3 separate regions of the Mus musculus genome follow, and regions 1 and 2 are each linked to region 3. A link is a contact called in public promoter capture Hi-C data. All regions are on one chromosome and are shown on one strand. Each heading gives the region's core, a stretch centred on a gene start, on an enhancer-like site or on the middle of the called end of the contact. The rest is flanking DNA. Distances are from core to core; before and after follow the strand shown.

Evidence for each region. Promoter capture Hi-C pulls out the DNA fragments that hold promoters and counts their contacts.
Region 1: a promoter capture Hi-C map of liver shows a contact between it and region 3, with 4 times the contacts expected there. The contact joins the promoter of Aox1 here to the promoter of Coq10b in region 3. A contact is called at or near these places in 3 of 39 promoter capture datasets (hippocampal neurons and liver) and 1 of 115 datasets of contacts at active chromatin or transcription factors (astrocytes).
Region 2: a contact with region 3 is called in a promoter capture Hi-C map of liver, with 5 times the contacts expected there. The contact joins the promoter of Hibch here to the promoter of Coq10b in region 3. A contact is called at or near these places in 2 of 39 promoter capture datasets (both in liver) and 1 of 9 other capture datasets (liver).

What each region holds. Positions count from the first base shown.
Region 1 is chr1:58,026,661-58,031,328 of GRCm38.p6, forward strand. It overlaps Aox1 (aldehyde oxidase 1), which reads left to right and starts at 3,309. Exons shown (of 35, transcript NM_009676.2): 1 at 3,309-3,398. The coding sequence starts at 3,357.
Region 2 is chr1:52,843,274-52,847,973 of GRCm38.p6, forward strand. Hibch (3-hydroxyisobutyryl-Coenzyme A hydrolase) reads left to right here and starts at 1,765. Exons shown (of 14, transcript NM_146108.2): 1 at 1,765-1,871. The coding sequence starts at 1,837.
Region 3 is chr1:55,051,185-55,055,583 of GRCm38.p6, forward strand. It overlaps Coq10b (coenzyme Q10B), which reads left to right and starts at 1,586. Exons shown (of 5, transcript NM_001039710.1): 1 at 1,586-1,806. The coding sequence starts at 1,691.

The DNA of each region.
Region 1 (4,668 bases), core at 2,059-4,558, 3.0 Mb after region 3:
TTCCTTCCTTCCTTCCTTCCTTCCTTCCTTCCTTTCTTTCTTTCTTTCTTTCTTTCTTTCTTTCGTTTTTCAAGACAGGGTTTCTCTGTGTAGCCCTGGCTGTCCTGGAACTCACTCTGTAGACCAAGCTAGCCTTGAACTCAGAAATCCGCCTTCCTCTGCCTCCCAAGTGTTGGGATTAAAGGCGCGTACCACTGCCTGGCCGAGATTTTAGTTCAGTTTTTTGTTTTTTTGTTTTTTGTTTGTTTTTTTTTTCTTTTTTGTTTCTTTCCTTTTTTTGTGACAGGGTTTCTCTGTATAGTCCTGGCTGTCCTGGAACTCACTCTGTAGAGCAGGCTGGCCTCAAACTCAGAAATCTGCCTGCCTCTGGTTTCTTTTTTACCATTAATAGCCAAATACCTGTAGAGCACCTTAAAAGTGGAAAGAGGGTTGATCCGTGGAGGCTTGTCCCTGCCAGGCAGATGGGTATGAGTGCTGGGACATATGGCAGAGAAAAGTAGGTCGTCTTAAAAAGGAAGCAGGGAGACTAGGGTCCTGTGACCCACTTTGTCCAGCTAGACCCACCTGCCAAAATAAGGCCACCAGCTGGGGAAACCAAATATTGAAAACACAAGCCTGGGGGGGGGCATTCATATCTGAATGATTACACATAATCACTTCATTGCAAGTTAACCACTATTTCACCTGTGATTAGCACAACTGGCAACTGGTTGGCCCTCAGTTTGACAAGTCTGGATAACATAGACTCTTTAAGTCGAGAGAAAAGTTACCACTGCTTAGTGAGTTTGAGATCCTTTTCCTAAGAAGTTAGCCTGCAGTTAGCCATTAACAAAAGTATCTTCTGCTGGATGGAGAACAGGGAGAAATAGCAAAAGGTGTAATTTTAAGACACCAGGCAGCTTCATGTACAGCTCAGCCGTATGAAGTGAAAGCAGGCAAGCCCGGGTTTTTCCTTGGTTACAATTCTCCAGGCTTTTCTGGCTTTTCTTATCTAGTCATGTCCATTTCCTGAGAATGTTTGGTAGTGCTGGCAACAGCGTCTTTGTCTTGTTTCTAAATTCTATGAGAATGCCTCTCCTGAAAAGGATGGTGACTTTTATGACCAGAAAACCTGTACTATAATCGCATTGCAGCATAAACCATTATTATTTTGAGTGGTTTTTGAAGAGTCGAGTGGTACTGACTTTGTCAAGCTGCTTGGCACTGACAGAAATTCGATTAGCACCCAACCAAGAGATAAAAGTCCGTAATCACTGTTCGCAGTACTCTAAAGAACTGAGAAAGCGAGAGGAAGGGAGGGGACCCTGGGGCACCACAGAAGGGACTGCAGGAAGAGAAAGGATGGAATTAAAAAGCGTGAGCCCCAGGCCTCTCCTGTTGCTGGTGTCCATGCCTTCATGGACACTGCTCTGCTACTCTGGAGCCAGCAGGTGCTGCCAGAGTGGCTGCTCTGAGTCCCCACAACCCAGACAATATGGCACATTTTCCTCATTGCCTTCCCTACGTCTAAGACCCTGCGTTGCTGAAGACTAAAGAGGCCTGGCAAGAGAGAAAGATGATTTGCAAAATCCTGGCCTTAAGGCAGAGTAGAGAAGTATGGGTGGGAATCCGAGTAACACTAATAGTGCACGTGTGCACACTCACATACACAATGGTCTAGGAATATTTATCAATGTACTGATATGAAAACAGCTATGGATCCTGAAACCTTGTGTTTTAGCCCTTTGCTTTGAAAAAGACTATCACCGTGTACCTAGGGTGGTTTGAAATAGCTTAATTTTTTAAATATGTATTTTATGTGTATGAATGTTTTGCCTGTGTGTCTGTATGCCTGTGTATGTGTGTGCATATGTGTATATGTACATGCGAATGCATGTGTGTGAGTATATGTGTGTATATATATGGGCATGTGTGTGTATGTGTGTGTGTGTAGGTGTGTGTGGGTGGGGGGGGGAGTAGATGTGTACATGTGCATATGCCAGGGGCCCTGGATCATTAGAAGAAGGAAATGAGATTCCCTGGAACTGGAGTTTCAGAAGACTGTGAATGTTAGGAATTGAATCTGTTAGAAACAAATGCTCTGAGCCACTGAGCCATCTCTAGTTAGTAAGATTTTAGAATGGAGATTATTGGCATCAGGAGAGTAAAAGAATTCTAGCTTTTAATCTGTTCATCTAATCTTTTAATCTCTTCACTATTGCTAAAGCAGAATGCCCCAAACTGGATACTTTATAAAGAAAACAGGTTTGTTCTAGTCCTGGGTCCTGGAAGCTCTTAACCTCTGAGCCATTTCCCCAGATCCTGTCAAACATAAAGTATTTTTCAAAAAAGAAAATGTTTGACAGATATGGAGGCTCACACACACCTTTGATTCCAGCACTCAGGAAGAGGCAGAAGCTGATAGAAGCTGTCAGTTCAAAGCCAGTAAATTCCAAACTAGCCATAGCTTTATAGTGATGCTTACACACACACACACACACACACACACACACACACACACACACACACACACACATACACACACGTTTTCTGTCTACTGGTAAAACACTGTCTGAAATGTGCTTAAGATCCTTGGGAAGCAAGGAGGTGTTAGCCACTTACTGTTAACCACTCCTGGAATTGCTGAGATGTGGTTTCTTCTCCTCTACCTACAAACGGGAAGTTTTCACAATAAAAATGTTGTGTAGTGGTGCATACCTTTAATCTCAGCACTCAAGGGGCAGAGGCAGGTGGAGATCTGTGATTTCGAGGCCAGCCTGGTCTACAAAGAAGAGTTCCAAGACAGCCAGGCTGTTACCCAGAGAAACCCTGTGTGAATGGGTATTGAGGGGTGGGGATGTTGTATTGCATGAATAAAATAACCTAGGGAGATATACTAAGGCCTGGAAAATAATTTGGTCTCATTTGAGACTTGCCAGGTTTTATAAAGTGGATTCTAAAATATAAAGAAAGCCAAAAAGTGAGGTTAAGGGCGCAGGACTCTTGGGAAGTGACTCAGCAGTACAGCCAGGCTGCCTTCCCCCTAAACAAACGAGAGGATTCTGGAAACCACTTCAATAAGCAAGCATTGGCACAGATACTAGAGCAATGACTCAGGACTTCCTGAGGCTGGCCGCCCAGCTACCCCTCTCTCCCATCGATGCCAAAACCCAAAGATTTCAGCTTGTCTCCCACGCTGGCACACTCTGTAGTGTCAGGAGAGTTTTCCCTTTAGGACCTCTGCAGCATTGGCTCTTCCAAAACTTTCTGGGAGGGTGGAGACTTAGAAGCACAGACAAGCCCCGCCCTGTAGCCTCGGGCAATTTATTCTCTGCAAGGACTGGCGCTGCTAGGGACCTGCTAGGGACCTCGGAGTCATGGACCCCATTCAGCTGCTCTTCTACGTGAATGGCCAGAAGGTGAGAGCCCGCGGGTAGGCAGACTCCTGCACCACCCCGGACCCCAGTTCTGGGCCCTATCCCAGCCTGCGCCCTGCTTTCGCTGAAACCTTAGCATGGGGTCTCATTGGGTCCTCAGCATAGGAATCTGCATTATAAAACTCAAAGGAGATCAGATTATTTTTCAGACCTTTCGCATCACGACCAGCGCATGGAAGACTAAGAATTTCAGAATGTCTGAATCCCAGGGCCTCTCCCTTCCGGACGGGGAGCATCCAGACCTTCCCTCCCTTAAAGCCTCCGGCTGATAAGATCTTCCAGCACAATTAAATAAGTAGCCTCAAGTCTCTGCTTGTCTGGGTGAGCAATACCCAGCTTTAACAGGGCCACAGAGGTGCACTGGTTCTAGCTACTCTGTGATTTTTCAACTTGGTGAAGCCAAAGCAAGTTCCTGGCACAGCACAGCTTGCCAGAATCAGGGGCTCCTGCCGAGTGTGGCATTTTGTTTTATTTGTGTGTGTGCCTTGGCTCTGAAGACTTTTATGGCGGCTCCAGGCAAATCCTGTTGCTTGGGGACAGCAAAGCCTCTGGGCATCGTTTAAAGCAGCCGTCTGGGCAGTGGCCCAGCTCATCTGGAGTGTTCTCTGTGTAAACTGATAGCACTTTGAGTGGGGGGTGGAGAGCTGCTGTCCACAATGTCAGTTCCGCCCTTTGGATCCCGCTGTGTTCCCTGTGTCTGGCTAGGGACAGCCAGAGCCCTTGTTCTAGCTGGCACTGGCTGACCAACTGGAAGCCAAGGAAGGTTTAGCGCCAACCAGACCTTTCCTGTGTGAGGACTCTTCGGAGGCTATGAAGTTGAGTCACACTGCTGTAGTTTTGTAATGTGTTTTCTTCCTTGAAGAACAGGGTCTCCCAAATCATAGAAGCCCCCATTTAAAAAAAAAAAAAACCTTTATGAGTCCCTGCTTCATGGCCCTGAAGCGGGATAGATGGATCCTTAAATAGATGAAACCCATTAGCTGTCCCCCCATCTCCCCACAGGACTACCATGAAGGTGAACTAGAATAATGGGTGAAATGGCTGCCCTGTTCCTTCCGTTTCCTTTTGCATAACAGAAAAAGCTGGAGTGTATTCTGTCCTTACTAAACGAACGGAATCCATTGCCGCTCACTGGAGCCTCACTGCCTCTTGGAGGCAGACTCCAAGGCTACTAACAGGCCAACACTACTTATTGCGAAAAGAGCAATCATGAATATCCATTGTGTGTTTTCATGAACATCCTAACAGATAC
Region 2 (4,700 bases), core at 515-3,014, 2.2 Mb before region 3:
TTCAGGTTTCTGAGTGCTGGAATTATAGGTGTGTGTCATCGGGTCTGGTTTAAATTTACCTTTTCATTAAAAAATTATTAAAATTACACAGCCAGGCATGGTGGCACATGCCTTTCATCCCAGCACTCGGGAGGCAGAGGCAGGTGGATTTCTGAGTTCGAGACCAGCCTGGTCTACAAAGTGAGCTCCAGGACAGCCAGGTCTATACAGAGAAACCCTGTCTCAAAAAACCAAAAAAAAAAAAAAAATTACACAAACTCCTTCAGATCAATTAATACCTGCTGATTAAACTTAAAAGCCAAACATAGATAATCAACTGGGCATTTCAAGACAGCCTAGTCTAGGGAGCAAACTCCTTTCCTTTCCATTTTTTAAAGTAAAAACCACTACCGTATTTATTGTTTCTCAATATTACAAAGAAAAGGCAATGCAATCTTTTTACATTAAATGTGGTAGTAAAAAAATTATATTTAAAGGTTTTTGAAATTTCTTATTAGATATTTTCTTTATTTACATTTCAAATGTTATCCCCTCTCTTCCTTTCCTTCTCCTATGGAAACCTCCTATCCCCTCCCCCTTCCCCCTGCTTCTGTGACAATGCTCCCCCAACCAACCAACCCCCCTCTCTGGCTTCCCCATCCTGGCATTCCCCTACACTGGGGCATCCAGCCTTCACAGGACCAAGGGCCTCTCCTCCCATTGATGCCTGACAAGGCCATCATCTGCTACATATGCACCTGGAGCCATGGGTCCCTCCATGTGTACTCTTTGGTTGGTGGTTTAGTCCCTGGGAGCTCTGGGGGTTCTGGTTGGTTGATATTGTTGTTTGTCCTATGGAGTTGCAAACCAATTCAGCTCCTTCATTCCTTTCTTTAACTCCTCCATTGGAGACCCTGTGCTCAGTCCAATAGTTGACTGTGAGCATCCACCTCTTTGTCAGGCTCTGACAGAGCCTCTCTGGAGATAGCTGTATCAGGCGCCTGTCAGCAAGCACTTGTTGGCACCTACAATAAAAAGTCTCTGGGTTTGGTGACTATATATGGAATGGATCCCCAGGTGGGGCATTCTCTGGATGGCCTTGCCTTCAGTCTCTGCTCCACACTTGCCTCTGTATTTCCTCCTGTGGGTATTTTATTTCCTCTTCTAAGAAGGACCAAAGCACCCACACTTTGGTCTTCCTTCTTCTTGAGCTTCTTGTGGTCGGTGAATTGTATCTTGCCGAGCCTTTGGGCTCATATCCATACTGTGTGTTCTTTTGTGATTGGGTCACCTTACTCAGGATTGATACTTTCTAGTTCCATCCATTTGCCTAAGAATTTCATGAAGTCATTGTTTTTAATGGCGGAGTAGTACTCCATTGTGTAAATGTACTACATTTTCTATCTCCATTCCTCTGTTGAAGGACATCTGGCTTCTTTCCAGCTTCTGGCTATTATAAATAAGTTTTTCTACTTTTCTCTTTGCTTTGGTTACTCACCTCTCAGCTTTCGTCTTGGCTCCTCCTCTTCCTCCTCCCCTCACTAGTTAACGCCCCTAGCCAGGACCCGCCCCACCTTTACCCGGCCTGGCCCTGTCTAGTGTGGCCCTGCCCACTGCTCTTGCTGGTTTCCTAACTGCTCCTGTTTTGCCCCGCCCCGCCCCGCCCGGCCGGGCCCGTGAGCGTAGCGCAGCGGAAGTGTAGGCGTTGGGCCGCTCTGGCCCACCGGAGGACTTGTCATCAGTGACCCCGGCTCTCCTCTGCTCTCATCGGCTGTGGGCGGGGCTGTGGGCGGGTCTAACTACCAGAGCCGGTGGAACCACTACACTCTGCTTCTTCTGCTCTTGGGTTTTTAGGCCATGGGGCAGCCATATGCGTGGCGGCTCCTGTCGAGGTGAGTTGGTGAGCAAGGCAGAGCTAAGGGCCGGCTTGGGGGAAAAGGCTCACAAGTGTCCCCGCAGGTCTCGCAGATCTAGTCGCCTTTGTATGGCAGCCTCTGCTTTGCTGCCCCGCGGCGACCTCAGCGGCGATCGCAACGACATGCGTCCTCTGACTTTGCTCTTTTTCTTGCAACAGCACCTTCATTTTCCGTCCTCTAGCATCTGTTAGGCCTTGACGTCCCACAACTTTCTCCCCCCTCCGTTTGTCTCCTATTTATTTTCTTTCTTGGAACTGGGCGCTGTGTGGGGACGTGCCACCTGATTTACTGTGTAGGGTATTTTCTTAAGTCACACAGAAATGACAGGTTGTGTACCTGGGCTCCGGGTAAGGAACTTGATTATTTCAGCTAGCAGTAGTAGCAGCGCAGGCAATTGGAACTCACAGAATAATGTTGTGACCATTTAGCGTGGCTTGACCGGAGCAGTGCAGATATTAACTTTCTAAGAGTGTCTCTCACTGCAATCGGACCTTGGCAGAAGGAAATGTGGTAGCACCCATTTTAGGAGCTTTGGCTAGTGTAATTCCTTTTCCCCAGTACCATACGCAAAAACTTCAATTTCCCCCCTGTGGAACTCTTCACTGAAGTACTTTTGGGCGATGAAATGTGTGCTGTTAGACATCTGTGCAGTCTAGGAGCATCTCAGACGTGGAACGCACCCTTGTTCCGTCTGCACGTTTCTTATGCCTTACAGTCTGTTGTGGAAGGTTCCTGCAAAGGCATAGAATGTTTCTTAGTTCTAAATGAGTAGTTACCAGTGGAGTTAGGGAGATGGTTCCGCGGTTTTAAGAGCCTATACTGCTCTTAAAGGACTGGCTAAGAGGACAAAGTTCTGCTTCCCGTGTGGCTCATAACTACCTTTAACTCCGTCTCCAAGGAATCTGATAGTTTCTTCTGGATCCATTGGACACTTGTACTTACATGGGCATACATATATACATAGTTAAAAACACATCTTAAGCCGCGCATGGTGGCGCACGCCTTGAATCCCAGTACTTGGGAGATAGAGGCAGGGATTTCTAAGTTCAAGGCCAGCCTGGTCTATAGAGTGAGTTCCAGGATAGCCAAGGCTACACAGAGAAGTCCTGTCTCAAAAAACAGAACAAAACAAAACATCTTAAAAAGAATAGTGCCTTTTTAGCAGAAAGCACCAACGATACTCAGGTATTTTTGTTACATGTAGAAGTTGCCTTGCTTCTCTTTTTTCTTTTGTGGTGAATAATAGCATCTGCTCACATAATCATTGTTGTTGCTTCTTGATGATGGCAAATTCTAAATTATTTGGGAACAATAATTTAGAGGCATGTATATTAACAAAGTTAACTTCATCTAGAAAGATTCTGTCATTACTGTGGTTCAGCTTGTCCCTATTTCACTCCACATTTCAACATGTAAAGTGCCAGGACCAAATTGGACAGTACTGATCTGAGGTCTCCCTTTCCTAGATCCAGTCCTGGGATAGCAAAAGGGATTGGAGACAAGGTCATGCAGTCAAGAGGAGCGGATTCCACAAACCTGGAGGGAGATCCGGAGAGTTTCTGGAAGGAAAGGGGCGGGTGTGCCTTGGTTGATGTGATTGGCTAATGCCATTGAACTTAGCCTTCCTTTGCTCCTCTGGTGCTGTCCTGTGTTCCTAACATTGCAGTGCCAGTTTAGCAGTTGGGTGGTTTTCTCTGTCTCAACAGCATTTCTTTAAGAAGAGAACTTTCAAATGTATTGTATAGTTGATTATTCTGAGTCCTATGCCGAATGCTTCAATTGTACTTCAAATGCAATTGAATTCAATTATATGTCAGCTAGATCTCTAAATGATCTCTATCACTCATTTTTGTCTTTTGTTGGATACTAAGCTATGAGTTTCATTGTGGCAGTTCTGTACACACTGTTTCTGTGTTTCTGTTGTTGGTTCTATCCCCACTCTCCTCCCCTGGCTGTCAGTGTGCTGGTCAGCCCTCCTCCTCTACTCCCTAGCTCTTCTGCTTCATGGCACTTTGGTCTTTTACTCTCATTCCCTCCCTACCATCCTGTAGCCTTCCCTTAAGAGATCCTTTTCTGCTCTCATGGTCCTGTTTTAGTTTAATGACCTACACTTACCATCAATCTCTCTCTCTCTCTCTCTCTCTCTCTCTCTCTCTCTCTCTCTCTCTCTCTCTCTCTCTAGCATCCACAGACATGCTGTATTTGTCTGAGCCTGGGATACATTGCTTAACATAGTGTGCTGACTAGCTTTCATGCCAACTTGATACTAGCTGGAATCATCTTAGAGGAGGGAATTTCAGTTCAGAAAATGCCTCCATCTGAGGGGGCTTTAGGTAATCCTGTAGGGCATTTTCTTAACTAGTGATTTACGTGGGAGGGCCTGGCTCTTTATGGATGGTGACATCCCTGTCCAGGTGGTCTGGGGTGTTAGAAGAAAGCATGCTTGTCATGAATATGCCATGACAAGCCCATAAGCAGCACTCCTACCTGGCCTGTTCATCAGCTCTTGCCTCCAGGTTCCTGTCCAGTTTGAGTTCCTACTCTGTCTTTGTCTTCCTTCAGTGATAGGAAAGTGTAAGCCAAATAAAGCCTTTGTTCCCCAAGTTGCTTTTGGTCTTGATGTTTCATCACAGCAATAGAAACCCTAACTAAGACACATGGTAACTTCCAGTTCCTGCTTTCCTGCCAATGTCATGGCTTTCCTGCTCTCAATTTCTGTTGTGCCCATGTGCCACAGTCTCCTTTATCTGAGTTATTGATGGCTGTCTAGGCTGCTTCCATTTGTTTGCTGTTGTGAATGATGCA
Region 3 (4,399 bases), core at 336-2,835:
TAGTTTTTCTTTCAGTATCTCTAGTGCCAGGATTACAGGCACAGCACACTGTGCTCTACTCTTTTTTTTTTTTTCTCCACATCTTAGGGTTTCTATTGGTATGAAGAGACACCATGACCAAAGCAACTTTTTATAAAGGACAACATTTAATTGAGGCTGATTTCAGAGGTTCTGTCCATTATCACGGCACGAAGCATGACAGTGTACAGTCAAACATGTCCTGGAGAAGCCAAGAGTTCTACATCTTGACTCAGAAGCAGGTGGGAAGAGATGCCCTTTTCCAGGCAGCCAGGAGGAGGGTCTCTTCTGCTCTGGCCAAAGCTTAAGCTTTGGACCTCAAAGCTCACTCCTACAGTGACTCACCTCCTCCAACAAGCCCAAACCTACTCCAACAATGCTACACTTCCTAATAGTACCACTTCCCATGGGCTAAGCATATTCAAACCACCACATACAAGTCACATAATTACCCGATAATGCAGTACACATTAGTTCTATCTTCCCTTTTGGAATATGAGCTATGTGAGGAGACAGACTCATTCACACCTCCAACATCTAGTAAGTCTTTCAAAATATATTATTGCCTATGTTTAACCAACAATCTCATTTATTCCTCAAGCTCTGCTAACCAAATGCAGCAGGCAGGATGGCCTACTGGGTAGAACTTGCTGTGCAAGTCTGATGACTCAAATTGAATCTCCAGGAACCCACATAAAGATGGAAGGTGAAGAGGTGACTTCACAAATGTGCCGTCTGACTTTCATAAGCCAAACACACATCACACACGTACATTCATATAGTAATAAAATATAATTCTATTTTTTAAAAAACTGTATTAGAGTCAGTGAGATGGCTAATCATTTAAAAAAAAACAATCGCTATGCAAGCCTGTTAAGTGAGTTCTTATTCCTTAGACCCACATGGGAAGACTCTGACCTTCACATATGCGTTTGTTACGTGTGCCCCTCCCTTATATGTAAGTCAGGACCTCATCCAATCCCTGAATGTGGCAAGCAAAATTGTTGCTTTGTATAGAATGAGAAAAACCTGGATCATAAAGGCAACACTACACCATATCTTGGCCACGTATGAAGAAGGCAGCTAGAACTGACAGGTCACTGGGCCTGTTCGGGGCGGTATGACCCGAAGTTGCTCTCTGAACAACACCTCAGGGTCAGCACAGCAGGTACCGTTTGAGATCGTCAATACACAGTAAAATCTGCCAGGCTCGGCAGCAGGAGCGAAAACACGCTGGGCCAGCGCTGGGTGGGGTGGGTGTGGGAGGCAGTTACATAATTAGCCAGCTCCTGGGCTTTCCTCCCCCGGCAGGGCGGCCCTCACGAGCCGAGCCTCGAGACTCGACCCCAAATAGCTCCAGGAAAAAACCCGGACCGTAGGTGAACCCAGGAGTTCGTCACGAAGATTACATAAGTGGCAGACTCCTGGCAGGAGCAGAGCGTGTCCCGGAGATCCGCGCCCCGATTGGCTGTCCCGAGGCGGCACTGGACACGTGCGTCAGCCTAGCGTCAGCGTGGCGTCATGGGGTTGGGAGGGACTTAGTGGGAAGAGGCGTGTCCAGCTGCTCAGAGGGCTCCCGGATTGGCTGAGAGGCGCAGGAGCCGTCCCTCCAGGCCGGCCTGAGGGCGGCGCCTCGTTCCGGGTGCCCGCGTTGGCTACCGGCTTCACAAAGATGATCATGGCAGCTCGGACCAGTCAGAGGGCCCTGGCGAGGGTGGCATCGGGGTGCCATCCGAAGTCGACCACCGTGACGGAAGCCCCGGCGCGGGGGTCTGCGCGCGACGTCAGGTAGCGAGCGGAGGTTTTCCGGGCGGCGGGTTCGGGACGGGCCTGTGGCCGGGGCGCTGACCCTAGTCGGCTCCGGAGACCCGGGGCGCGGCGCTCGGCCGGCTGGTCTGCGTGCACCTCATATTATCGGGGTGAGTCAGCGACGAGACGGCCGTGGGAGGACGGACAAGCAGCCGGGTCTCCGGCTCCCGCCCTTCCGGTCTCCAAGAGGTGGGCGGCGGCCGTCGGGAAAGTTTAACTGCGCCCGAGAGCGCCGGCTCCCGGGCCGTGGGAGTGCGTGTCCTGGCGGTGAACCGCTTGTCAGACGCTCTCTCACTTGCTGTGGAGTTCTTTGACCCCGGCCACTCAGCGCTTGCAAAATGAAACACAGCCAACAAAGAGGACCTGTTGTTTTTTTCACTACACTGTAACTTTGAGGTCCTGTAACCTTGAAGATGGCTCTGTCCTCGGTTTTCCTGCTTGGTCCTTTAGGTGGAGATGAACCTAGAGACCTGAAGGACACTATAAGTCTACAATGCAGTTTTCTATTACAAATAAGACTGTAATAAAGTATTCTCAAAAATTAAAATTAACTCAGAGTGGCGGCTCACACCTGTAATTTTAGCAATAAAGTCAAGTAAGTATCGCGGTGGGTTCAAGGCCAACCCGAACTACAAAGTGAGCCCCTGTCTCAGGACCAAAAGAAAAGAAAATTGGTATTTGAGATGAATCAATATGTATACATTACAGAGGAGAAAGTCCAACTCTTGCCTGGGTTTCAGAACATTTTGGTTGAATGAAGACTTTAAAATGTCAGCCAAGAGGCCAGGTCTGGTGCTTTGGAGGCCAGCCTGGTCTGTGTAGCTAGTTGCATATCAGCCAGAGCTACAAGGTAAGATTTGTCTCAAAAACAAACAGAAACTAGCAGCCATGCTTCATCTCCAAATCTTACACAAACATGTTGAAACTGTGAAATCGGGTAGTTTATCCTCAAAAGATAGCTTTTCAAGCAGGACATACTGCTTATATTACTGATTAAATGTTGCTTTGCTGCTTATGGTCCGAGGCTCATGCTCAGAAAGTCCATACCAGCCTCAGCCTGGGAAATACCAAGTGACTGGATCTAAAAAAAAAAAAGGCAACAAAAATGGTATATAAATGCATAAAAGTATTACATTATCTTGTGTTCTGGCCTTTAATGTAATATGTTATTTGAGAGAGTAGTTTTGGAATATTAGTGATTACAAAGTCTGTTTTCAATATGTTACAGTACTCACTTGTTAGCTTGACTGTGTATGTAGCTAGTTGTATGGGGCAGTTGAAGGGAGAGGTGCTGGATCTAACCCAGGGCCATGAACATGTCAACCAGCTCTATCATTGAGCTCTCAACCCCTAACGCTTAATAGTGTGTGAAATAGATGTATTGCCCAGAGCAGTATAACCAAATAGGCATACTGATCAGGAAACCTGTTAATTTGTTTTAAGCATATGTGGTTTTCTTAGGAGTATGATCAGGATTAGGTAAGGGTATCTTGTGGGGCTTAAGAAACCAATGTATGAATTTGTTACAAAACCTGGTATTGTATATAAATTTCCCACTCAACTTGACTCTAAGTTCTTCTCTTTAGGAACAGGCATCTTAGTAATTTTTGTGTGTCTTTCTTCTGGCAGGAATTCAGGGCCTTATGCATGGTAGGCAAATGTTCTGCCTGTGAGCAACATTTTTTTTTTTTTTTTAAGAGACAAGAGTCCCATGGTGTAGCCCTGACTGGCCTGGAACAGGCAGAGATCCACCTGCCTCTTGAGTATTGGGATTGAAGACAAGTATGCCATCATACCTGGACCCTCTATTATCTAAGAACAAGTCTCATATATACCTTCAACTCCAGCTCCAGGAGAGCCAAGGCCTCTGGCCTTCTCAGTCGCCATTACTCACAAGCACATACCCATACACAGACACATGCTCATAATTACAAATAACATTTTAAAAAGGCTTATTATCTAGGTTGGTTATGCATGCCTGTAATCCTAGCACTGGAGGAGACTGACACACAGGATTTCAAGGTCAAGCCTTTCCAGGTCTACACAGAATGAGATTCTGTCTCAAAAACAGAAGCAAAAGAGAAAGGAGGTAGAGGCAGGTGGAGTTTTGCTAGTTCAAGGCCAGCCTAGTCTACCTAGCAAGTTTCAGGCTAGCTAGGACTGAACCTAGAAAATGAACAGCTAGGCATTTTGCATACTAGGTTTTCATTTTGTGTGTGTGTGTTTGCTGTAAATTAATTTGGTACAGATTTTATGTTATTTTCATAAATGCTCATTGTCATCATATTTATGTTTGTTTGTTTTTCCCCCTTGGAAACAGGATCTCACTATATATCTCTGGCTGTCCTGGAATTCTCTCTGTAGAATAGGCTGGTCTTGAACTCACAAAGATCAACCTACCTCTGCCTCCAGTCTTTCAGTAGAACACAGAGCTTACTCATAGGTCTAGTGTGGAAGCCCAACTTCTCCTTCTGAGCATTAGGTGGGCCCTAGTCTTAGGGGATCTGAACTATTAAGTTCTTTAACTGAGCCATCTCCTCCCTACCCACTTCCTTTTTCTGCTTGAGCTTGG